2 separate regions of the Macaca mulatta genome follow, and region 2 is linked to region 1. The links are chromatin contacts, called in public Micro-C maps. All regions are on one chromosome and are shown on one strand. Each heading gives the region's core, a stretch centred on a gene start, on an enhancer-like site or on the middle of the called end of the contact. The rest is flanking DNA. Distances are from core to core; before and after follow the strand shown. Region 1 holds the start of SNRNP48 (small nuclear ribonucleoprotein U11/U12 subunit 48). Region 2 holds the start of SSR1 (signal sequence receptor subunit 1).

What was found. A called contact is a pair of places that touch in the nucleus more often than the background predicts.
Region 2: a Micro-C map of CD4 T cells shows a contact between it and region 1, with 8 times the contacts expected there. The contact joins the promoter of SSR1 here to the promoter of SNRNP48 in region 1. A contact is called at or near these places in 2 of 14 Hi-C or Micro-C datasets (CD4 T cells and cortical neurons).

Annotation. Positions count from the first base shown.
Region 1 is chr4:175,608,831-175,614,719 of T2T-MMU8v2.0, forward strand. It overlaps SNRNP48 (small nuclear ribonucleoprotein U11/U12 subunit 48), which reads right to left and starts at 2,516. Exons shown (of 9, transcript NM_001266192.1): 1 at 2,345-2,516. The coding sequence starts at 2,500.
Region 2 is chr4:175,882,341-175,887,899 of T2T-MMU8v2.0, forward strand. It overlaps SSR1 (signal sequence receptor subunit 1), which reads left to right and starts at 2,107. Exons shown (of 8, transcript NM_001258152.1): 1 at 2,107-2,290; 2 at 5,368-5,480. The coding sequence starts at 2,212.

The DNA.
Region 1 (5,889 bases), core at 1,266-3,765:
CTGAATATTTCTGAAAATCCCTCAACATCCTCCATCCCCACTGCCACTTCCCCAAATCAGGGATCATCAACTCTCTGCTGGAATACAACAGCCATCTCCTGACTACGCTCGCTTTCTCTCTCTGTTTCCAGTCTTGCTGCCCTCCCCTTCATTTTCCATCCTGTAGCTGGTCTGAATTCCAGCTCTGCCACTTACTGGCTGCATGAATTTGGGTGAGGTACTTAATCTCTCTTTGTCTCATTTTCCTTATCTATTATATAAAATGAAAATAATAGCAGGACCTCTCTCAAAAAGTGATTGTGAAGATTTAAAAAAGTATACCAAAGTTTATACACATAAAGGAATTCAAATAGGGCCTGGTACATAGCAAGCATTCAATAAATGTATGTTATTATTTTACTAAAAGGTAAATATGATTATGATATGCCCCAGCTTAAAATACTTCCATGCCTCCCCACTGCCTTCATTTAAAAAAAAAAAAAAATCTAGACTTTCTAATATGGCTAACAAGGACATTTAAGATCTGACCTCTACCCCCCAGCATCGTTCTGCGGTAACTCTACACCCTATGCTCTAGCTATCCTTAACTACTTGCTTCCTGATATGGTTACTCCCTGTCTCTGAACTTCTACACATGCTGTTGATGCTTCTTCTCACTCCCCAATCCCCTAGTTAATTCAGATCACTTTTATTTACCAGCTTAGAATTCACTTTGTCCAGGAAGCCTTTGTTGACCACCACTTTGTCCACCACAGCCTATAATAAACTGTACTATAGCAATTCCAACCCCACCCATCATAGACCCATGATAATATAACAGTTGAGTTCTCCGTATTCCCCCTCACCACCACCAGACAATAAGCTCTGTGAGGACCAGGAACTGTAACTGTTGTTCACTAAATTTTAGTACTAAAACACCGGTGGAAATCCTAATTGCCATTTACTAGCAGTGTATCCTTGGACAAATTATTACCTCTGTGTCCCTTTCCTTGTCTATGAAATGTGGTCAACAATACCTACCTCACAGGGTTATTCTGAGTATTAAATGAAGCAATGTATTTTAAGTGGCACAAACAAAGTGCTATTTAAATGTTAATACAAGGAATCCAATGTTACTCCAATGCTGAGTAAACAATGTATGGAAAGGTCTGGTAAGTCCCACTCAATGGAATTCCCAGCTTCAAATACCCCTCTAAATGAACAATAAAGATCCTTTAATTTCTTCTGTGCTTTTAATACAATAAATAATGAATGGTATATGCAGAAATCAAATATATTTTAAATGTCTCAGGAATCAGTAACTTAAACCCAGGAGAAATTATTACAGCGTGGTAAACCCAGAAGTAATATTAAAGATAATGAATTACCCCACATTGGAGCACTTCCCTTCCTCTCACTCCACCAAAAAACACCCCACAAAAAACAAAAATCACCATTGTTCACTCTAAATACACTTGCCTACATTTTAAAAAAAGCAATGCTAATGTCCACGGGAGTTGCCAGTTACCATTTCTTGGTGACATCCTTTAATAATCCTAGAATCGGGGCTGTCCCAGTAAGAAGTGTCCAATTTTAAGGCATAGAAAGGCGAACTGGCAAACTCCCAGCTCTCCTGACACCGAATCTGGTGCAACTGCGGAATCCATATGACAGATGACAATGCAAACCGCCAATCCCTCTGCAGCACTCTGAGACCCATTCACTTACTTTCTAAATAAATACCAAATCTGCCATTCCCTCCTCACTCAACACATCTTCCGGAATTTTGTTTGTTTGTGTTTTGAGACAGGGTCTTGCTCTATCGCCCACGCTGGAATGCAGCGGAGCGATCTCGGCTCACCGCAACCTCGACCTCCTGGGCTCAAGCGATCCTCCCACTCCAGCCTCCCAAACAGCTGGGGCCACAGGCTCACACCATCACACTCGGCTAACTTTTGTATTTTTGGTAGGAAGAGGTTTCCCCATATTGCCCAGGCTAGTCTCGAACTCCTGGGCTCAAGGGATCCTCCCGCCTTGGCCTCTCAAAGTGCTGGGATTACAGGTGTAAGCCACCGCGCCCGGCCCCCCGTTTTCTTTAAGCTCGAAGTTCCGCGGGAGGAGCGCCGCACCGGAGGTCGGCGTGGAGCCTTCGGGAGGCCCTCGCGCGCCCGAGCCCAGGACTCAGGGAGGTCAGGGTTGCTCCAGGGCCCGCGGCTCCCCTCGGGTCCCGGGCGCCCATCGCGGCTCTGCACACGGACGACGATTCCTCGCCCTTCCTCCGCGGCTGCCAGTGCGGATCTCCCTTCTTCCAGAGAAGACCGCGGGCCGATAGTCCCCGAAAGGGCCCCGCGGCCGCGCCCCTCACCTCCGCCGCCTCCTCTTCCCCGGGATCCAGACTATCCAGGTCCCAGCCCAGGGACGCCGTCACCTCCTCCAGCGTCCGGCAGCAGCTCTCCACGAACTCGCTCAGCTCCTCCTGCAGCCGCCGCCGCTCCTCCACAGGTGGAGGCTCGCCTTCCATGGCTGCAGCCCACCCGCCAAGAGGAAGCGGCCGAACTGCAGACGGCGCGCGCGGGCCTCTGGGAGCTGTGGGCGGGGCCACAGCCACCACGTGACTGGAACAGCCTGTAGGGAAGCGCCTCGGGAAGGGCGGGACTGTTATTTTGAGAGGCGTTTTCCAATCTCCTCTCAGCTTTTGGGTGCAGTTGCGCTGGCCTTTCTTGAAAGACGTTCACGCTCCTCGACTTTCTCAGAAAAAACGGTTTATAGCTACAGAAAAGTTTTAAAAATAGTACAGTGAGCTTTCGTTTAGCTGTCCTTCAGCTCGTTGTTAGCATTTTGCCACGTTTGATTTCTCTCCATCTGTTCTCTCCACATTCACAGCCCCACCCAATGATTTTTACTAAATTCTTTGAAAGTAAGTTGCAGATTCTTCACCCCCAAATATGTTAACATGCTTCTTCCAAGAATACGAACATTTTCCTGTGTAACCGCAATACATGATCAAACCTAAGAAAATTAGTAATTCCATAAAATCATTTATTATACAGTTCATATTCAAATTTCCCCATTGTCCCCAAAATTATTTCCATAGCAGTTTTATTTTTTCAACCCATAAGCTGTTATTAGTTATTGTCTCTTTTAATCCAGATCAGCCTCCTTCACCCTCTTTTTAAAATTAAATCATTAAATGTTGTGATGAGCCTAGGCCAGTTGTCTTGTAGAATATCCCTCATTCTGGATTTGTCAGATTTTGTTTCCCTCATGATTAGATTCAGATCGAGCACTTTAGCAAGAATACTACCTAAGAGGTGTTGCCAACTCACAGGGACACACAACTCAATTATATTAGTAATGCTAACTTTGATCACTTGGTAAAGATGGTGGCTACATCTCTTCATTCTAATAGTACATTTTCCCCCATTTTCCCCTTAGGAACTGGTAAGCAATCTGTAGATTATACCTTGAGGCCATATGAATACCCTGTTCCCCAACTGCTTTATACAGTCCTTCACTGACTCTGTTGTTACAACAGGAGTTATAAATGATTCTGTAATAGTATCATGCCTTCTGTGTTTGTTAACTGGCTTTCTTTCCACACCTCCATTTTAGTGTTTTCATCACTATGGGAATCAAGGTGTTTTTAAAGTTATTGATTTAAAGGGTTTTTTTTAATTCAATATAATATACTCCTTTAACATCGTAATTCTTGTTGATGCTCAAATTGTCCCAAATGTGGCCAGTGGAAGCCACATTAAGCCATCTGTGTCTTTGACATATCCCTATTAGTCCTTGAATGCTTTCTTGCTTCGATAACACAAGCTTAACTTTGTATATTTCCTACCCAAGACCTGGAATTAGCCCTTGTAGTTTCCCCAAATGGTTTTAACTCCCAAAATCTAACCAATTTTATATTACTTTTTAAAATTTTTTCAAGTCCGAGTGTCAAACCTCGGTTTCCTTTTGCAGTTTGTTTACACCTGTGAAGGAACTGTGGAGGAATTTTTTGGTGAACAATTATTTCTAAAGGTAAACAGCACAGTTCTCACTTTAAAAAAATGGTCATAACACTGTAAATAGGCAGCACCATAAAATACAGAAGTGTCTAGAAGCTGGTAAGAGAGGGGAGTATGAAGTTAATGTATTCATACTCTGCCTATGGTATCCTTACCTTTTTTTTTTTTTTTTTTTTTTTGAGATGGAGTCTGGCTCTGTCACCCAGGATGGAATGCAGTGGCACACTCTCAGCTCACTGCAACCTCCACTTCCCAGGTTCAAGCAATTCTTCTGCCATAGCCTCATGAGTAGCTGGGACTACAGACACATGCCACCACGCCTGGCTAATTTTTGTATTTTTAGTAGAGACGGGGTTTCATCATATTGGCCAGGCTGGTCTTGAACTCCTGACCTTGTGATCCGCCCGCCTCGGCCTGCCAAAGTGCTGGGATTACAGACCTGAGCCACTGCGCCCAGCCCGGTATCCTTACTTTTTATTTGCATTTCCATAGTTAACCAGTTGGTCTGGAAAAATGTGAGACTATTTCTGATGTGACATGACTCCTGATAAAAAGTTCTAGTGTAGGCCGGGCGCGGTGGCTCAAGCCTGTAATCCCAGCACTTTGGGAGGCTGAGACGGGCGGATCACAAGGTCAGGAGATCCAGACCATCCTGGCTAACACAGTGAAACCCTGTCTCTACTAAAAACACAAAAAACTAGCCGGGCGAGGTGGCGGGCGCCTGTAGTCCCAGCTACTCGGGAGGCTGAGGCAGGAGAATGGCGTAAACCCGGGAGGCAGAGCTTGCAGTGAGCTGAGATCCGGCCACTGCACTCCAGCCCCAGCGGCAGAGCGAGACTCTGTCTCAACAAAAAAAAAAAAAAAAAAAAAAGTTCTAGTGTATATTTCCCTGTTTGTATACGTGAACCAAATTAAAACTTAGCCCACATCAAACATGTCCTGTCTTCAGGATACAGCCCCATGTCATCTCAGCGCTTCATGACAACTTTGGCAGAAGCCTGGAGGGAGTAGGAAAGATTTGTCAGTTGACTCTACTCTCTAGTTACTGTTTCAGCCCGAGGAACTGCTCTACACTGACGCTGCTGACCTGTTTTGATTATCACTTTCCTGGAGTGGTGTCCAGACTCCTGGCCTCTGTTATGGATTGGATTGGGTCCCTCAAAAATCCATATGTTTAAGTACTAACCCACAGTGTGACTATATAAGGAGATAGGGCCCTAAGAGGTAATTAAGATTAAATGAGGTCATAGAGGACGGGGTACTCTAACCAGATAAGACTGATAGCCACCCATGAGCCAAGTCTCACTAGAAACCAACCCTGCCTGCACCTTGATCATGTACTTTTAGCTTCCAGAACTGTGAGAAAATAAACTTCCGTTTAAGCCACTCAGTCTGTGGCATCTTGTTATGGTAGGGTGAGGTGACTAATACAGTCTCCCAGCTCTAGCATAAAGGATTTCCTTCATTTTTCTCAATACAACATTTACCACATTTTTCTTCTTCCTTTTGGGTTATGAGGGCTATTTTTGCACCATGTATTTCTAGCACAGACTCCATGGCTTCTGGCACAATGCATGGCACACGAACTCAGTATTTAATGCATAAAATTAGTTTCAACTCCTGCAAATGGGGAAAGGGAGTAAGAGGAAGAAGAGGTGAGATAAGGAAGAGTGCTGTGGAGGAAAAATGGCCCATGCAATGAGAATGGAGCTAACTTTCACTCTAAGTACCAAAAGCCCCCAATAATTTATATAATCTTAATGATCTTTTTTGTTCCATACAATTAGCATGTTTTCCTATCTGTACTATAAAATTTGTATTAATATATACTGCTGACATTTGAAAGTTGTCCCACTGATTGCTTTATCTGTTTCTGTCCCTACCCACATTGCAA
Region 2 (5,559 bases), core at 857-3,356, 270 kb after region 1:
ATTTTGTCTAAATTCATCACATCAGTAATATCTAGAGTAGGCACACTTTATTTTTCCTGCTGCACCAGTTGTAGCTGGTTGTGTAAAATTCAAGTCCCAAATAAAATCTGTTAGTAATCGATTGATGACATCATCGTTGGAGTGGAAGTCCCAGGTTAAGCCTACACTAAATTATCCTTACATGTTCAGGCTACGTCTAAACATCTGAGAACCCGTGAGACAGATCTACTAGGAATCTCTTTACCGTAAAGAATGAGACATTGTCCCCTTCCGTAATCAGTCCTCTGAATGAGGAAAGCAAGCCAGTAAGACACGGTGGTGCCATGATGGAGAGCAGCTGTGATTTTGAGTACAGCATGAGGTCTGTAACTTCACCATCGATTACAGTCCCCATCAATTTGTTTCTGGTGTTAGGAGAGAGTAGCAAGTTAAAGATGTATTTGTCAAAACACCTGTCAGACGTCAACAACCTCAGAGCAGGTCGCATTTGAAACTCATGAAACGGTGCCTCAAAGTACGGGAGGGAGATTATTCTGAGTCAGTGGAGAACTCAGCAAGGTTCAGTCATCTCAAAACAGGGTCAGCAGCCCTGGTAGTCCTGACATAGAGTGGCAGCATTGGTAGCATGCACAGGAGCAGAGGCAGCAACAAAGTGAGAGGAGGCCCTCCACTTCTGCTGGGCGCCCTAGTAGCAGCAGCAACACAGCAGTGGTGCCACTGGTGGCCTGGCAGAGTGGAATTGGGTTGATTCAGCCCAGCACCTTCAGGCTGTGACTTTAGCAGACAGAAGTAGGTAGTGGTGGCAGTGGCTCCCAACTGCATTTACAGCCCCAGGACAAGGAGACCTGAAGCAGAAACAATGCCGGAGTAGAACAGCAGATGTCCTAGACCAGTAGTGTATGGAATCTGGAAACAGATAGCCTTGATCAAATCTTGCATCTGCCATTTGCTAGCTTTTTGAAGCCTTGAGTAAATTACTAACCTCTCTGGGTCTGTTTTCTCCTCAGTAAATAATATCCAGCTCATAGAGATGTTTAGAAAATTAAATGAAAAAGCACAGTTTAAGGAGGTGACACAATAGTAAGCACATGATTTATTTCCTCATCTTTATGACATCTCACACTGGTCCAGTCCAAGATTACCTAATATTCAGATTAATTTCATGAACTGCTATATTACTCCAGCAACTCAAATCCAAAATAGATGAGAAAGGAACTAAAGAAAATGGACAGCCATTGCTGGACCTATTGTGTAGTTACAAATGCTGACTACATACCAGGCACTGTTTAGGTGACTTTAGGAATGTCACATACAAATCCAGACTTATAATTCTGGAATGTCACATACAAATTTAAGAATTGCTGACCAGGCGCAGTGGCTCACGCCTGTAATCCCAGCACTTTGAGAGGCCCAGGCGGGTGGATCACCTGAGGTCAGGAGTTCAAGATTAGTCTGGCCAACATGGTGAAACCCCATCTCTAGTAAAAATATAAAAATATAAAAATTAGCCGGGCATGGTGGCGCGTGCCTGCAGTCCCAGCTGCTTAGGAGGCTGAGGCAGGAGAATCGCTTGAACCCGGCAGGTGGAGGTTGCAATGAACCAAGATTGCACCACTGAACTCGAGCCTGGGCGACAGAGCAAGACTTCGTCTCAAAAAAATAAAAATAATAATTTTAAGAATTGTCATTACTTAACCATGGGAGAGGGTGTGGGCAGACAAAGATTTTCCACTGTGTATTTTCATGGTTTTGCCTTTGAACGATGTCCTCTCTTCCAAAATTTTTTTTTTGCTTTTAAATGCCACATAAAGGCAGCTCATGTTCTTTACATCGCCGTTATCAAGAGGATCGTCATTCAAATACACTAACCACTGACAATGCTAACTAATTGGGAGTCAAGGACTGGGCGGAAAGATCGGCCAACCGCAGGCTGCCGGCCAGCAACTGCGGCGGAAGGCGGACTCTCGCGGGAGCCACAGAGAGGCCAGCAGCCGGCCACGTGACTTCCGGGCGGCCGGCTCTACCTAAGTCTCCGCGCTGAGCAGCCACGTCGGCGGCGTTTCCCGTTCAGGGGAGGGGCGTGGCGAAGGCCCGTGCGTGGTACGTGTCCCGCCCCTCGCCGCCCGGAGCCCGGATGAAGAGTAACGCCATTACCGCCGGAGCAGCCGAGAGCCCTCCCGGACGGAGACTGGACACTGGACCGGCAGCGCCATGAGACTCCTCCCCCGCTTGCTGCTGCTTCTCTTGCTCGTGTTCCCTGCCACTGTCTTGTTCCGAGGCGGCCCCAGAGGTGAGGCTAAGGAGAGTGTGCGGAGGGGGATGGCCAGGAAGGAGATGCCAGTGACGGCAAGTTTGAAGTTGGAGGCGGTGGCCGCTCCGGGTCTCGGGGTCCGTGTCCACTCCGCTGGCCTCTCTCCGCCCTCTCCCCAAGCCTAGGCTCGTAGCAGCAGGGGCCCCCGCGGGCGCTGGAGACCCCGCTGTGGCCTGTCCCTTGCACGCGGAGTGCGGGGCCGTGTCCGGACGACCTTGCTTCGTGGCCGGCCGAGGGCTGGGCTTGCTTCTCTGGCCCTGGACCCGCGCCTGCAGGAGCGTCCAGAACTGAAGGGTCCTCGGCTGCAGGAGGAGGCGAGGGGGCTCTGGCCACGGCTGCGCTCCGAGCGCGCCGCAGCCGGGCTGTTTCTTTTGGCCGCCTCCGGCTCCGCTCCACCCCCAGCCCCTGGTGCTCAGGGCTGACGTGTCTTTAGCTTCCACGCCGCGAGTCCGTCTTCATTCATTTGCTAAAACTCTTGTTTTCGACACATCTAAGCCATCAGAGTGGCTTTTTTAATGGTCACCTGCCTCGTTCACCCCCTGCTTGACCCGTATGTGTTACTATGATTTCAGAAAAACTACCTTGTCGTCACCCGCGTTATCGGCCCCTGCTGCCAAGCGGACTGAAGAATCCCTTTGGGATGTCTCCCTTACTTCTGCCTTCTTCCTTTCCTTTTCTTTTCATGGAGCAGTTTTTTGTTTGTGGAAGCATCGTGTTGTGCTGAAAAAATGTAGCCTACTTCGAGTGTTTTTAATATGTAGATTTATTCTTTCCAACAATTAACCCAGCATTTAAGTGTGAAAGTAACTTAGCAGAATATAAAAATGAGGCAACTTGACTTCCTGCCCGGGTTTTGTCATGAACTTCGACTTTCTAATTTGCAAAGTGAAATAATTAGGCTGATTAAGCACTAGAATTCCCTTTCATTCTGTAAGTTTAAGCAAGCTGTGTGTCTTAACGGTAGTGACAGGTATCCAGGAGTTGTTTTGCAATGAAAAGTGAAGTGACTGGCTTCTGTTTAATGGCTAGAAAACCAAGTGGGAGAATGAAACAACTGTTAATGCGTTCATCTGCAGGTTTAACAAGATTCTTTTACTTTGGGAGTCGTTTGCTGGTTCTCTTTAAGCTTATTTAAAAAAAAAACTTGACAAATGTAGATTTCATTTTAGAACTATTTAGAACTATTTTCAAGTTGTAAAAACTTTCAAGAAGCATCAATTCATTATCTAAACTGAATTACTATCTTGTAAACATTTTTTGTGAGTAACGATTTTTCTTTTAAAGAAAATGTTCAGTTTTTTCCAGCTGAATGAAGACTGTTAGACTTCATAGGGACAAAATTGTTATTGGTTAACATTAAAATAATAAAATTGTTTAATATCCATGAAAGACCTTTATATTCCAAAGTGCTCAAATTTACAACTTGAAATTACTATGTCAGACATGGATATTTTTCTTACTGGTTTTTGAAAAGGACTTATAAGTTATGAATGCACTATTTTTAGTCTTTGTTTAGCAGGCAGTGAAATCTCTTCAGTTCATAATGCATGGTTCAGTGTTCTTTAATATTTTGCAATAAATCTTAGCGACCAGTGAGAACTCAAAGACATGGAAAAGACTGAAAATGCATGGTCCTTGATGTAAGCTGTTTCTCCTGGGTAAAAACACGCTTCCCTTCCCATGTTTTTCCTCCACAGAATTGCCACATCATCATTTTGTCTGAGAGATGTTGGAAGACATTAGAACTTTGAAATTCTTTTTAGGGTTTTGCCTGAAATAGATAGAATGTGATTTACTTAGAGTACTGTTATCTATAAAACTGTAATTTACTTTTTTTTTTTTTTTTTGCATTATAACTCTACTTTGTAACAGTAAGTTTGAGAAAAATAAAATGCCATAAAGCATGTTTGAAGCCACATGCAAAAATAATTGGATTCTTTCTTTGCTATCAACCCTGAAGCTGCCCGTACCGTTTTTACTAAACAATGTTTTTCGTGCAAGCCAGTTTTTACCACGGATATGATATAGATATTTGTTTCTTGGACTCACAGGCTGTCAAGTTCTAAGAGTTTCAGCTGTAGTCACCTCTGATAACAGTGTTTCCTACATAGAACTTAAGAATGCTTTTTTTTTTTTTTTTTTTTTTTTTTTTTTTGAGACGTCTTGCTGTGTCGCCCAGGCTGGAGTGCAGTGGTGCGATTTCCGCTCACTGCAACTTCTGCCTCCCAGGTTCAAGCAATTCTCCTGCCTCAGCCTCTGGAGTAGCTGGGACCACAGGTGTATGCCACCACACCGGACTAATTTTTGTATTTTTAGTAGAGACGGGGTTTCACTATACTGGTCAGGCTGGTCTCGAACTCCTGACCTCAAGTAATTCACCTGCTTCAGCCTTCTAAAGTGCTGAGATTACAGGCGTGAGCCACCGCGCCTGACCAAGAATGCTATTTTCTTTTAAAGGTAGGGGTTGTTTAGTTTGCTTTATGTCATTAATGACCGGGATTACATTTAGAAGTTTCTTACCTTTGCAAAAAAATTATTTTCCTTAATTTGCTTAACAAAATTGCTTGAAGTTCTTTGTGTTTCAAGGCATCTTTAGTTTGTGCCATTCATTTTTCCATCTGTTGGGCACTTTTTGAAATTAAACCACATTTTCCTTTGAAAATGTGCAGGCAGGGAACAGTGGTTCATGCCTACCTCCCTAACTACCCAGGAAGTCCTAGCTACCCAGGAAGCTGAGGTGGAAGGTTCACTTGGGCCCAGGAGTTCGAGGCTGCAGTGAGAGCTATAACTGCACAGCTGTATTCCCACCTAGGCATCAGAGCAAGACCCTGTCTCAAAAAAAAAAAAAAAAAATGCAGTTGTTAAGACTTCTAGTAAAATAAAATACAGATATTCTTAGATGCATTGTAATTGGCATCATTCAGGTGAACTGGGAGATTCTGTTAGTCCAAGGGAAGATTTTTTTTGCCTATATCTGATAGTAAAAAAAAAAAAAAAAAAAAAAAAGTAGTATTCCAGAGTAAAGGCTAACTGCTTTTTCTGTATTTTATCATTAGGCTCATTAGCAGTGGCACAAGATCTTACAGAGGATGAAGAAACAGTAGAAGATTCTATAATTGAGGATGAAGATGATGAAGCCGAGGTAGAAGAAGATGAACCCACAGATTTGGTTAGTGTTATATACTATTTAATATATGTAAAATGTATGTAATTGTATTAATCTGTTCTCATGCTGCTAATAAAGACAT